2 separate regions of the Rattus norvegicus genome follow, and region 1 is linked to region 2. The links are chromatin contacts, called in public Hi-C maps. All regions are on one chromosome and are shown on one strand. The core of a region is the stretch at or near the end of the contact, and the rest is flanking DNA. Distances in the headings are between cores, read along the strand shown. Region 1 overlaps Elapor1 (endosome-lysosome associated apoptosis and autophagy regulator 1). Region 2 holds the start of Celsr2 (cadherin, EGF LAG seven-pass G-type receptor 2).

Region 1 (7,062 bases), core at 1,775-4,274, 46 kb before region 2:
GCAGAAAGTATACTAATGATGTCGCCAAGATCTACTCGATCAATGTCACCAACGTCATGGGGGGTGTGGCCTCCTACTGCCGTCCCTGTGCCCTAGAAGCCTCTGATTTGGGCTCCTCCTGCACCTCTTGTCCTGCTGGCCATTATATCAACCGGGATTCTGGGACCTGCCACCTCTGTCCCTCTAACACCATCCTGAAAGCTCACCAGCCTTATGGTGCACAGGCCTGTGTGCCCTGTGGTCCAGGGACCAAGAACAACAAGGTGCTACCAGTCTGCCCGGCTTGCACGGGTGCTGGGTTCTTACTGGGATTCTCTAAGGCTGATACCCGCATGCCCCCCCCCCGGAGACCCCCACCCCACTCCCACGCTCAGGTTGCTGTGAAGGGCACTAACCTGGATGTGACTGTGGGCGGTGAGCTCTTAGCAGGAGGTCTTGTCTTTCCTCTGTAGCAGGCAAGTCACATCTTCAGTTGGTGAAGATTAGTGCCCCTGTGGTCCAGAGGTTTGGCATCTACACAAAGACCTGAAGGGAAGAAATAGTGGGGTCTGTGGCCCAAATTTAGGTCATTAGCACAGTAATCTGATCTGCTCCCTCTGTTTAGGAAGGTGAGTCAACCTTTGCTGGTACTTACAGTTAATCGGCATAGCTGCCCTCCAACCAGGGGGCTTCTCAGCTCGATGGATATATAAAGTACATATGAAGAAAGGGTCTTAGATAGTCATCAGCATTTAGAATTAATTTGTTTTCTGCCAGTCACACCAGGGAGACATCTATCAGACTTTAGCCATTGACTTACACTTACTGCTTACGTACTTATGAGACCAGGTCCCATGTAGGCCAGACTAACTTCAAACACGATACAGTCTTGCTCTATTTATCTGCAAAGTGTGTTCATTCATTGTACAGACCCTTCAAAATTTCTTAGGGCAGTGGTTTTCAACCATTAAGAGGGGGCTGCATATCAGATATTTATATCACAATTTATAATAGTAGCAAACTTACAGTTATGAGGTAGCAACGAAGATAATTTTATGGTTTGGAGTCTTAGAGGGTCACAGCATTAGGAAGGTTGAGGACCACTGTTTTAGGGGGTACCTGGGACACTCTCCATAGTCTTCTTCCCCTGGAGCTCCCTCTGCTGCTGGTGGAGAGAATGACAACATGTCAGACTGCCTCTGACTGAGGTCCCTACCATACAAGGAATAGGAAGGGAAGCTCCTTCCACAGCTCAGTTTCCTACAGAGAACTCCAGCAAAAGGAAGCGTTTCAGTGTTTGAAATGGCCGTGTGTGTGCTGAACGTCGGGGGAAGAATGGAAGTCTCTTTCTTGCCACTCTGGAGCACTTATTTAAGTTAAGGCCCTGCTGTCTTGTGCTTGAAAGACAAGCTTGGTCACAGAGCACATGCCCAGCCTGCACAAGGCTCTAGGTTTGATCCCTAGCACCACTGAAAACAAGGTCAGACAGAGGCTCTCCAGTGAATACTGGCATCTGGGAACAGTGGAGTACGTGTGCCACAGTAAATCATAGGTCTATTCAAAGACTTTGAGACATGAATGAAAAGTGTGTCAGACATATTGGAACAGGGATCGTTGGCCACCACGACTAACAAGAAAGTGGCATCAGTCCAAGGCTGAGTGGACAGTGGCTGGGCAGATGTCCTTGTAAAAGTCTTTTGTGTATGTATAGGGGCGTCCTTGTAAGAGCCTGCACACTGGTGCTTCTGTCAGTCTTTCATGATAGCCACCACAGGCAATTATATAGGAACCCACTTCAGATGTGTTCATCTTACATATGCCAATAAGCAAGAGCAAGGTAGACCCGATAGGGGTCTGCTTCCCTTCTTTTAGTGTCCACCTCAGTCTTTCCTTCCTCTTCTTTAATTTCACTCCGGCTGGAACAGGTTGTGGGGAGGTCTGTTGTACTCCACTGCAGCTCTCAAGGCCTGAGATTCGCCACTGACTGGACCCTTTCCCCCTCAGGTCCACTCTCTCTGCTACAATGACTGCACCTTCTCCCGGAACACTCCCAGCAGGACTTTCAACTACAACTTCTCAGCTCTGGCAGGCACTGTCTCTCTGGCAGGCGCACCCAGCTTCACTTCAAAGGGGTTGAAGTATTTTCATCATTTCACGCTGAGTCTCTGTGGAAACCAGGTAAGCTGTGTGAGCAAGCAGTCTGAGTACTGGAAAGTGGACTGGAGACCAGATGTGAGCACAGGAAGAAGAAACAAAACAAAACATGAAAACCAAAACATCCAGGGACTAAGCCACTACCCAAACACTATACATGGACTGACCCTGGACTCCAACTGCATAGGTAGCAATGAATAGCCTAGTAAGAGCACCAGTGGAAGGGGAAGCCCTGGGTCCTGCTAAGACTGAACCCCAGTGAACGGGATTGTTGGGGGGAGGGCGGTAATGGGAGGAGGATAGGGAGGGGAACACCCATAAAGAAGGGGAGGAGGCTAGGGGAATGTTTGCCTGGAAACCAGGAAAGGTAATAACAATTGAAATATAAATAAGAAATACTCAATTTAATAAAGATGGAGAAAAGAAAAAAAAAAGAAAGCCCAAAACAAAACAAAGAAAGAAAAACACAAACAAAAAAAAACAAACAACACCACAGAATCTTTGAGGCCATTGAGGAAAGAGAGAATTAAAGAGGTTTAAACAATTGTAGGCAGCTTCTCAAAGGGAGCTGGGAGAGGTAATGTGGGGAATCTAGGATATGTGTCCTTCTAATCCTGCTTCAGCCTCCCAAGTGCAAGGTATACACTCATCTCCATGGCTGGTCACGGCAAGGCTAGTAAAGACCAGAGGTGCCAGGCATGGTGGCACAGAAACAATCCCAGCCCTCAGAAGGTTGAGGCAGGAGGATCTGGAATTTGAGGCCAGGCTGTGCAAAGCAAATATGTCAAAAAAAAAAAAAAAAAAAAAAGCCTGGAGAAGCTAGTTTCCTTCTCTCACACACAGTTTGCTTTGTTTTATTCTGTTCTTTCATAAAACAGAAGGGAGAGGCTGAGAGTACGGCTGAGAAGCCAGAACAGTGTAGCAGTCATAAGGCCCCGGGTTCACTCTCCCAGAACCTCCCCTCCCTCCAAAGGTTAATCCAGACAATCCCACGTTTGGGGGTGGGGGGCGATGAAGCAGGATAACGTTAGTTCCAAGTCCCTCTGGGCTATTTAGCAAAATCCCATCAAAACAAAACCAAAGGCAGGGGACTTGACTGCTCCTCAGACATCCTGTCTCAAGTCGTCCGGCCTGTTTGAACCCCTTGGAGTCTGTCCAGACAGTGCTTCCAAGACAGACACTGAACCACAGCACCAAGGGAGACAAGAAGGGGCATAAGTCAGCCCAAATGTTCCAGTAAATGTCACTGGCCTCAGGGCTCAGTTGCATAGCTCTTGAGGATGCACCTAGATGCAGAGGGACCCCCCCCCACCCCTGACCAATTGGTTGGAACTCCAAAGCAGTGGTTACCAGCACAGTGGAGGTGACCACAGGGAAGTACAAGGCCAGTGTCTAGAAACTGGGACAAATCTTTACCTTCTCCCCCACCCCCGTCCCCTCCTCCTCTTCAATCTTCTTGTGAGAATCATTCTACTGCAGCATAGGATAGGGACGCTTACCTTTTAGATGCATGGTAAAAAGTTCCCTATCCCCTCTTGGGACTCTTCTGTGGTCATTGGCTTTCTTCCATATGTGCCTTACCAGGGAAAAAAGATGTCTGTATGCACAGACAATGTCACTGACCTCCGGATCCCTGAGGGCGAGGCCGGTTTCTCTAAGTCCGTCACAGCCTATGTCTGCCAGGTGGTCATCATCCCCTCTGAGGTGATGGGCTACAAGGCTGGGGTATCCTCACAGCCAGTCAGCCTTGCTGACAGACTTGTTGGTGAGTAATCCAGTTACCCAGCTTGCTTGAGCATGTGTGTGTGTGTGTGTGTGTGTGTGTGTGTGTGTGTGTGTGTCTTTTTGTATATATGCGTATGTCTCTCTGTGTGTCTATGTTTATGAATGTGTCTCTGTGTATCTGTGTGTATATGTGTGTATGTATCTATCTGTGTTTGCATTTATGTCGTTGTGTGTTTCTGTGTATTTGTGTTTGTGTAGGTCTCTGTGTGTCTGTGTATGTCTTTTTTTTTTAATTATTTCTTTATTTTATCTTTATGATTACACTGTAGCTGTCTTCAGACACACCAGAAGAGGGCATCGGATCCCATTACAGATGGCTGTGAGCCACCATGTGGTTGCTGGGAATTGAACTCAGGACTTTTGGAAGAGCAGTCAGTGCTCTTAACCACTGAGCCATCTCTACAGCCTTTTTTTTTTTTTAAAGATTTATTTATTTATTATATAACTACACTGTAGCTGTCTTCAGACACACCAGAAGAGGGAATCGGATCCTATTACAGATGGCTGTGAGCCAGCATGTGGTTGCTGGGAATTGAACTCAGGACCTCTGGAAGAGCAGTCAGTGCTCTTAACCACTGAGCCATCTCTCCAGCCCCTGTGTATGTCTTTATGTGTCTCTGTGTCTATGTATCTCTTTTTCTCTGTTTGTTTCTGCCTCTGTCTCTGTCCCTCTGTCTCTGTCTCTCTGCCTGTCTCTGTCTCTGTCTCTGTCTCTGTCTCTCTCTGTCTCTCTCTGTCTCTGTCTCTCTCTCTCTCTCTCTCTCTCTCTCTCTCTCTCTCTCTCTCTCTCTGTATTAATGAGTAAGGGACTGGTGGCTAGAAGGCCTCATGTGAGGGGCCCAACCTCCTGATCTTTTTTAATTCCATTCCATGTGCCCCTGACATCTCTGATAAACCCAGGGTTCACTTTTGCATGAGCCACTCAGTGATATGATGAAGTAAAGGTTGGTTGTTGACAGACCTTGAAGGATTGAGGTGGTCACCAGTTCTATGAGCAAGAACTAATCGGGAGCTCTGGTTTGACAGGAGTGTCAATAGACATGGCTTTGGAAGGAATCGTCTCCCCAGCTGAACTTTTTCACCCAGAGACCCCAGGGATCCCGGACGTAGTCTTCTTTTTCAGGTGAGGATGAAAGACCAGGCTCGGACTCTCCTACTACCTCCTACTTGTCAAGCCTGCTCAGGCTTGATGGAGGTCTAAGGCTGCCCAGTCATCGGAGTTAAAGCTTGCTGTCGCTTGGTATGAGCCTTTTGCGTATTCCTGGGGCCATTGTGTGCTCAGGTCAAGGAGAAAGATGGAGGAGCTGCCACGGACTTCCCTTCCCTTAAGGAGGTCCCAGTATGTGCCAGCCTTTTCTTTCTCAGTCCAGAGCCTTGCCCCCTGGATTAGATTTCCCTGGTCTCCACTCTCTCCACATAAGGAGAACTTGAATCCCTACTTGCCCAAATCACCCCGTGTTGGCTCCCCAGTGACAGCAGAGTGGGCCCTTCCCTCATGGTGTTGGCTTTCACTACAGATCCAATGATGTGACTCAGTCCTGCAGCTCTGGAAGATCAACCACCATTCGTCTCAGATGCAACCCCATGAAACCTACACCTGGTACCCTTCGGCTACCCAGGTGACCTCTGTGGAGGGAGGCTGCACTGGCCACAGCCTGCTCTTGCCAGGACTCCCTCCATCCCAAGACACAGATACTATTTTTAAAAAGAAAAAAATCATTTTAGATCCATTCATGGGCTCTTGGGGGCACATGGCCCCTAGATCTTAACTTGAAGTAAAAAACTAAGCAGGGTGTGGTGGGGCATGGCTTTAATCCCAGCATTTGGTGGGCAGAGAAGAAGGATCTCTGAGGTGGAGGCCAGCTTAGTCTGCATATCAGGTTTAGGCCACTAGGATGACATAGCGACCTCTTGTCTCAAAAGTGGGGAGGGACAGGATATTTGCTCTGTCACTAATGAGGAAGTAGAACAAAAGTCTCCTGACCGTGGTAAATAATCACGCACAGCAAAGCAAAGCACAGGAGTGCTCGCCTGTAACCCTGTACTCAGAAGATACAGACTGAAGTTTTGCATATTCCCGGGGCCATTATATACTGGGCAGGGAGAAATATGAAGGACCTGTCAGAGAGTTCCCTTCCCTGAAGGAGGTCCCAGCATGTGTTTGCTTTGCTTCTTTTGTTTTTTAAGTTAGACTAGAACATTGCTACCTTGACTAGCTTTCCCTGGTCCTCACCTCTCCATGTAAAGACCAGAGTTTGTGCCCCAGTTGAGGTTGATCTCAGCTACATAATGAATTCAATGTCAGCCTGGACTAAAGGAGACACTATCTTAAAAAACAAAACAGAACAGAACACACACGCATGCACATGCACACGCACACGTGCGCGCACACACACCTGCATTGGAATGCACACAGACAGACAGACAGACAGACAGACACACACGCACATGCACACGCACACGTGCGCGCACACACACCTGCATTGGAATGCACACAGACAGACAGACAGACAGACAGACAGACAGACACACACACACACACACACACACACACACACACACAGAGTTATATATATAGCAAAAGCCAGGGCTGAGGAAATAGCTTAGTACTGAAAGTGTTCAGTGCACAAGCATGAAGACTTGAGTTTGCTCCTTAGCACCTAAGTCCCATGCCAAGCATGGTGTCACACGTGGAATCCCAGTGTTGGACAGCTGGAGACAGTGGATCTGTGGAGCTCACTGGACAAGCCAACCCAGCCTAATCAGCATGTCCCAGGTCCTCCCAAAACAAAGTGGACATCTCCTGAGGAGCAGGACCCAAGCTCAGGCATAGCACATAGCTACACCTGAACACCATCTCAACTACAACCCCACAACCAGGCAGCCGTATAAAAATAGCCATTGTCAGATGTGGCACGTCCGTGAGAGAACAGGAGCCTCCTAGGGGTTCTGGAACCCAGACATCTTAGATAGAGCTCTCCTTTGACATCAGCAGAAACAGGCAGACATATGGGAGACTAAACTGTCAGATGGCCATGGTGACTCATCCATACATTACCAGCACTTGGGAGGCCAGGACATGGCATTACTGAGTGTAAGGCCTGTCTAGGTTACAGAATGAGACTTTGTCTCAGAAAAAAAAGG
Region 2 (7,268 bases), core at 967-3,466:
CCTTTTTTTTTATATGTAGGGTATTTTGCCTGCATGTATGTTTATGTTCTGTGTTTATGCAGGCCAGAAGAGGGCATTGGGTCCCCCTGGGGTTAAGGTGACAGCTGGTAATCAGCTGCCTTGTGGGTGCTCTTAACCACTGAGCCATCTCTCCAGCCCCTAAAAATTCTCCTAAATAATTCATCCGCCCAGGACTAGAGAATTCATCTAGAACTTTGTACAGTTAGGCAAGCACTGAGCTATATCCCGTGTAGCCTCAATCTGTAGCTAAGAGTGACCCTGAATTCCTGATCCCCTTGTTTTTCCTTCCCAAGTGTTCCACTAGACCTGGAGAGAGAGAGGGGGGGGGGGAGAGAGAGAGAGAGAGAGAGAGAGAGAGAGAGAGAGAGAGAGAGCATGAGAGCACTGCGTGCGTACGCCTGCACCTATGAAGTATAGAGGTTGATATTTGGTATTTTTGAGACAGAATCTGATTCTGAGTCACCAGGTAGGACAGACTGGCTGGCCAGCAAGCCCTTAGAATCCTCCAGTCTCTGCTTCCCTAACACTGATGTAAAAGATGTTTGCTACAGTGTCCAGCCTTTTAATTATTTTTTATTTTTGAGATTATAGTATAATTATATCATCTCTTTCTTCTCTTTCCTGCCTCCAAACCTTCCCATATACCCCTCCTTTTCCTCTTTCAAATCCATGACCTCTTTTTTCATTAATTGCTGTTCTATGCACATATGTCTGTCCATATCCATTTCTAAATTACAGCCTGTTGCATCTGTACAGTGTTGCTTGTATGCAGTTTTCAGGACTGACCACTGGTACAGAAGTACAGATCGCTGTGCTCTTCCCTGGGAAATTCTATCCTCCCACTCAGAGAGGGCTGAAGTCTCCTGGTCTTTCTCTGGTCTGTCTATTGTCAGGGTCCTTATTCAGCTCATGTTAGGCCATCACGTTGGTGAGGCTGTGCCCAGCTTTTTTTTTTTTTTTTTTTTTTTTTTTAAGATTTATTTATTTATTAGACCGCAAGCCTGACTATCAGTTAGTGGAGCCACAAAGTCCTAAGACCTAGGGAGCTTGGATCCTTTGGAACCAACTCATCTTGACCCTAGGAATCTGGCAGTGATAGTGTACTTGCTGCTCTGGACACTCTAATTCACTGACCTGCTATGTGGTACCCAAGAGGTATCCAAAAACAGGGGTCCTTTTGTCTAAGACATCCAAGTGAGAGCACAACTTCTGGTTTCTGGGGGAGACTTTGTAGTGTCAGAGTAACGTCGTCTTTACTTCTGACCCGGGAACCGTAGAATGAAACAGCAACAAGGGCTCTCGGGGATTGACTGGAAAATTGCCTGTGTGTGTCTATATCCATCCATCCCTATTCCCCTTCTGCAGACATTCAGAATGTTTTGAAAGAGCACGAGCCATAGAACTCCACAAGAGTATCAATTCCCTGTGTGGTTTCCGATTGTTCGTTCCTCTTTAAGCTGTAGTAGGGACTGGCAAGGAGCAAGTCTGATGTGTTGGGAAGAAAAATGCTACGAGAGGCGGGAATCTTACTTAGATCAACCATGCAGAAGAGGGCGCTGGGTGGGGCCCACCTCCTTCTGCGCGTTGGGCGTCGCCGCTTTAAGACCGCGGCGGCGCGAGCAGGTCTATGGTAATGAGCCGCCGCCGCCACCGCCGCTGCTCTGCAGAGCTCGCCCGCCCGCCCGGGAGGCGAGGGAACGCGGGTCTCGGCCCGGGACCGCGGCGACCGGCAGCGGCAGCGGCAGGGACGCAGGGCGCGAGTGGGCGGCGCAGGGCGGTCGTTGGCAGCCGGACCCCGGCCGGAGCGCGCGGCTCCTCAGACGCAGGTGGGCGATCTCACGCGGGCGGAGGGGACATTCTGGGGCTCGGGACCCGGGGACCCGGCAGAGCTAGAGATCCTCGCGGCCCTCGGGCGCAGGTAGAGAGCGCCCAGAGCGCAGGTGGAAGCGCAGTGTGAACCCGCAGTGGTCGCGCTGACTCGGGAGCGGGCCCGGCTTCGAGAGTGGTGGGAGCCCGGCGCATCGTGGGCTGAGAGCGCGGCCCCGCCGAGCCATTTGGGTGCAGGCCCAGTGGGACGTACAGGTGGCCCCCGGGGACCGGCGCCCCGGCCCGGGCATGAGGCGCGGCGGGGCCGGCAGGAGCCGGAGGAAGAGCCGCCGCGGCTGTTGACCCGGCTGGCCGGGAGCGGGGAGAGATGCGGAGCCGGGCTGCCAGCGCCCCCCTCCCAACGCCACTGCTGCCGCTGCTACTGCTGTTGCTGCTGCTGCCGCCGTCGCCACTACTGGGAGATCAAGTGGGGCCCTGTCGTTCTCTGGGGTCCGGGGGACGCGGCTCCTCTGGGGCCTGCGCCCCCGTGGGCTGGCTCTGCCCAGCCTCTGCTTCGAACCTCTGGCTCTACACCAGCCGCTGCAGAGATTCGGGCATTGAGCTGACCGGCCACCTGGTGCCCCATCACGATGGCCTGAGGGTTTGGTGTCCAGAATCAGGGGCTCATATCCCTCTTCCGCCATCCTCTGAAGGCTGCCCCTGGAGCTGTCGACTCCTGGGTATCGGAGGACACCTTTCTCCACAAGGCACGCTGACCCTGCCTCAAGAACACCCTTGCTTAAAGGCCCCACGGCTCAGATGCCAGTCTTGCAAGCTGGCACAGGCCCCAGGGCTCAGGGCTGGGGAAGGATCACGAGAGGAATCTATGGGTGGGCGCAGGAAAAGGAATGTGAATACAGCTCCCCAGTTCCAGCCTCCCAGCTACCAGGCCACAGTGCCCGAGAACCAGCCTGCTGGTACCTCTGTTGCCTCCTTAAGAGCCATTGATCCCGATGAGGGTGAGGCGGGTCGACTTGAGTACACCATGGATGCCCTCTTTGATAGCCGCTCCAATCATTTCTTCTCCTTGGACCCAATCACTGGTGCTGTCACCACAGCTGAGGAGCTGGATCGGGAGACCAAGAGCACCCATGTCTTCAGGGTCACCGCACAGGATCATGGTATGCCCCGACGGAGTGCCTTGGCCACACTTACTATCTTAGTGACTGACACCAATGATCACGACCCTGTTTTTGAGCAGCAAGAATACAAGGAGAGCCTCAGGGAGAACCTGGAGGTTGGCTATGAGGTGCTTACAGTCAGGGCCACCGATGGCGATGCCCCTCCTAATGCCAACATTCTGTACCGCCTGCTGGAGGGGCCTGGAGGCAGCCCCTCAGAAGTCTTTGAGATCGATCCTCGCTCTGGGGTGATCCGAACCCGCGGCCCCGTAGATCGGGAAGAAGTGGAATCCTACAAATTGATAGTGGAGGCGAGTGACCAGGGTCGGGACCCAGGCCCACGGAGCTCCACAGCTGTCGTCTTCCTGTCTGTGGAAGATGATAATGACAACGCCCCCCAGTTTAGCGAGAAGCGCTACGTGGTTCAGGTGCGGGAGGATGTGACCCCAGGAGCCCCCGTTCTCCGAGTCACGGCCTCGGACAGAGACAAGGGCAGCAACGCCCTGGTGCACTATAGTATCATGAGCGGCAACGCTCGGGGACAGTTCTATCTGGATGCTCAGACTGGAGCCCTGGATGTGGTGAGCCCACTCGACTATGAGACAACCAAAGAATATACACTGCGGATCCGGGCCCAGGATGGTGGCCGGCCTCCACTTTCCAACGTCTCCGGTCTAGTAACCGTGCAGGTCCTAGACATCAATGACAACGCCCCCATCTTTGTCAGCACCCCTTTCCAGGCCACGGTCCTAGAGAGTGTACCTTTAGGCTACCTGGTTCTGCATGTCCAAGCGATTGATGCTGATGCCGGAGAGAACGCCCGCCTCGAATACAGCCTGGCTGGGGTTGGGCACGACTTCCCCTTCACCATTAACAACGGCACAGGCTGGATCTCGGTGGCCGCGGAGTTGGACCGGGAAGAGGTTGATTTCTACAGCTTCGGAGTAGAAGCCAGGGACCACGGCACCCCAGCACTCACCGCCTCAGCCAGTGTCAGTGTAACCATCCTGGATGTCAATGACAACAACCCAACCTTTACGCAGCCGGAGTACACGGTGCGGCTCAACGAGGACGCGGCTGTGGGCACCAGTGTGGTGACGGTGTCAGCCGTGGATCGAGATGCTCACAGTGTCATTACCTACCAGATCACCAGCGGCAACACCCGCAACCGCTTCTCTATCACCAGCCAAAGCGGGGGTGGCCTGGTCTCCCTGGCCTTACCGCTGGACTACAAACTCGAGCGGCAGTATGTGCTGGCCGTGACTGCCTCGGATGGCACAAGGCAGGACACAGCTCAGATCGTGGTGAATGTCACTGATGCCAACACCCATCGTCCCGTCTTCCAGAGCTCCCACTATACGGTGAATGTTAATGAAGACCGGCCAGCAGGCACCACAGTGGTGCTGATCAGTGCTACAGACGAGGACACAGGGGAGAATGCCCGAATCACCTACTTTATGGAGGACAGCATCCCTCAGTTCCGCATCGATGCAGACACTGGGGCCGTCACCACCCAGGCTGAGCTGGACTATGAAGATCAGGTGTCTTACACCCTGGCCATCACCGCTCGGGACAATGGCATCCCCCAGAAGTCGGACACAACCTACCTGGAGATCCTGGTAAATGACGTGAATGACAATGCCCCCCAGTTCCTCAGAGATTCCTACCAGGGGAGTGTCTATGAGGATGTGCCACCCTTCACCAGCGTCCTGCAGATCTCAGCCACCGATCGCGACTCCGGTCTGAACGGCAGGGTTTTCTACACCTTCCAAGGAGGGGACGATGGAGATGGTGACTTTATTGTAGAGTCCACATCAGGCATCGTGCGCACACTGCGGAGGCTGGATCGTGAGAATGTGGCCCAGTACATCTTGAGAGCGTACGCGGTGGACAAGGGGATGCCGCCAGCCCGCACACCCATGGAAGTGACAGTTACTGTACTGGATGTGAATGACAATCCCCCCGTCTTTGAACAGGATGAGTTTGATGTATTTGTGGAAGAGAACAGCCCCATCGGACTGGCTGTGGCCCGGGTCACAGCCACCGACCCAGACGAAGGGACCAATGCACAGATCATGTACCAGATAGTGGAGGGCAATATCCCTGAGGTCTTTCAGCTGGACATCTTCTCGGGCGAGCTAACGGCCCTCGTAGATTTGGACTACGAGGACCGACCTGAATATATCCTGGTCATCCAGGCTACGTCTGCTCCCTTGGTGAGCAGGGCTACTGTCCATGTCCGCCTCCTCGACCGCAATGATAACCCGCCAGTGCTGGGCAACTTTGAGATTCTTTTCAACAACTATGTCACCAACCGCTCGAGCAGCTTCCCTGGGGGTGCTATAGGCCGCGTGCCTGCCCATGACCCCGATATCTCAGACAGCCTGACGTACAGCTTTGAGCGAGGAAATGAACTCAGCCTGGTCCTACTCAATGCCTCCACCGGTGAGCTGAGACTGAGCCGGGCACTGGACAACAACCGGCCCCTGGAAGCCATCATGAGTGTGCTGGTGTCAGGTAAGGAAGATGCCCAGTGATGTTGGGGTGGGAATAGTCCTTTAGGGAGGTCTTGGAAGCCACTGGAGGTGGTGGGCCTTCCAAGAGGGGCTGGTGACCCAGCTCTCCACCCTGTGGATAGCTCAGAAGTTGTGAGATCAGGAACCTGGCCTGAGAAGAAACCCCAGGAATCCTGGCAGCTGGCGCAGGCCCCGCCTGCTGCCCCAGGCTGGGCTGGGCTGCTTTGGTTGGCTGCCCCCTGCCTACCAGACTGTGACGTGGTGGGGGAAGCGTTGTGAGGCTGCCCTGGCTCTGGCTGCCAAGAATTGTGAAAAAAAAAAAAAGGGCGCGTGGAAGCCTTGAAGGCCCCAGAGCTGGGAGAGAGGAGAGGGGAGCTGGGAGAGAGGAAAGGGGAGGGGGAGGGGGTGGGAAGACCTTGGCTGGCAGGGGATGGGGTGGAGGGGGAGGCAAATCGGTTCCTCAGCACCCTGTCACCCTCATGGCACCCTGTGATCTCACACAGCCTTTGGCAGGTCAGAGGGCTACCAGAGACACAGGATTCCACCAAGGGGGTCAGGACCCTGCCGTCCTCCTCTCCCCCACTCTGGTTCTCAGTAGAGCTGCAGAAACTGACTTGGACTTTGTCTAGAGCATTCCTTTTCCCTCCAGGCAGAAAGAGCCTGCCTTGGCTCCCCCTTCAGAGCTCCAGGCAGGAAGTAGAGTCAGAGCTCATTGTCTCTGTCCAGACAGACCTCACTGCCCTGAGTTCTTGGTTGGGGTCTGGCTTGGGGGAAGGGCTGCAACAAAGCCAGGGCAGATGGACTTTTTGGGCTCCCCCACCCCCCGTGGCTTGTTCTTGGGGTGCTAGGTCTTCTCTGCTGACCATGATGGCATGGCCTCAGGAGAACAGACACGGGGTTCAGAGTGCACTAGGACTACTGCTCTTTGAGGGCAGAGACTCCAGGGCCCTGACTTGGTGGAGAGAGAACAGATTTCTAGGGGCGTGGGAGCCTGGCCAGAACCCAGCCTGGGCATTCCTGCAGCTTGGTCAAGCGCTCAGCCCCCCCAGACAGCAGGACTGGGGAGGGAAGCAGGACTGGGTGATAGTATTCTATCCCTTCTGTCAGCTCTGGAGATGAGAAGCAAGGCGGGAGGGGGCAGACTCAGTAGCCAAGACCTTTCCTGAGTCTGGGAGTTGGGGCTGGAGGAGGAACTGTTAAGTTTTTCCAGGGGTGAGACTATGTGGCCTACTCCAGGCAGTCCTACACATCAGGGAGGGGAAGATGGCCTTCGCCCCTTTCCTGCTCATACTTCTTACTGGACAGACACTTCCTGATCCCACCCCTCAGGTGGCTGCAAAGACCAGGGAGAAGGAGCTCTCCAAGGCTATGGCTTGTCAGGCTGTAAACCACCTGAAGCCTCAGTTCCCCTCCAGGAGAAGGAAGCTAGGAGCACCCTCACCTGAGCCTGGCACGAGAGGCAGAAGACGGCCTCTCCCTCCCGCTCTCCCATCCACAGCCTTCAGTGGTGAATCCGGCTAGATTCCTAGGGCCCGTGTGGAGGACAGCTCTGCTTAGCCTTTGCTTCCTCACCAGGGCACACAGCCCCAGTCACAACCCTCTAGGATAGAGGGAAAGGCCTGGCCGCAGCTAGGGCCACTGTGGCTGCCTTTCTGCCCTTGTCCCCCTCCCCCATCAGCCCTGACCCTTAGAGTCAGTCACCAAGGCAACCCCAAAGTTCAGGAGGCTGGGTGAGGAGGACTGA

Evidence for each region. Hi-C and Micro-C count contacts between places; a contact is called where the count stands out from the background.
Region 1: a contact with region 2 is called in a Hi-C map of Schwann cells, with 2.6 times the contacts expected there. The contact joins the enhancer-like site here to the promoter of Celsr2 in region 2. A contact is called at or near these places in 3 of 12 Hi-C or Micro-C datasets (Schwann cells, kidney and mammary epithelial cells).

Annotation. Positions count from the first base shown.
Region 1 is chr2:198,782,848-198,789,909 of GRCr8, reverse strand. Elapor1 (endosome-lysosome associated apoptosis and autophagy regulator 1) reads left to right here. Exons shown (of 22, transcript NM_001427832.1): 14 at 1-263; 15 at 1,984-2,157; 16 at 3,718-3,898; 17 at 4,945-5,041; 18 at 5,436-5,537. Among named protein-coding and RNA genes, the nearest start is that of Sars1, 17 kb to the right of the region's middle. Within about 2 kb of position 3,024, at least 3 of the 93 cell types and tissues checked have an H3K27ac peak or open chromatin away from gene starts, as enhancers often do. A contact at or near this core is called in Schwann cells, where this site is marked.
Region 2 is chr2:198,736,330-198,743,597 of GRCr8, reverse strand. It overlaps Celsr2 (cadherin, EGF LAG seven-pass G-type receptor 2), which reads left to right and starts at 2,216. Exons shown (of 34, transcript NM_001191110.1): 1 at 2,216-5,525. The coding sequence starts at 2,216.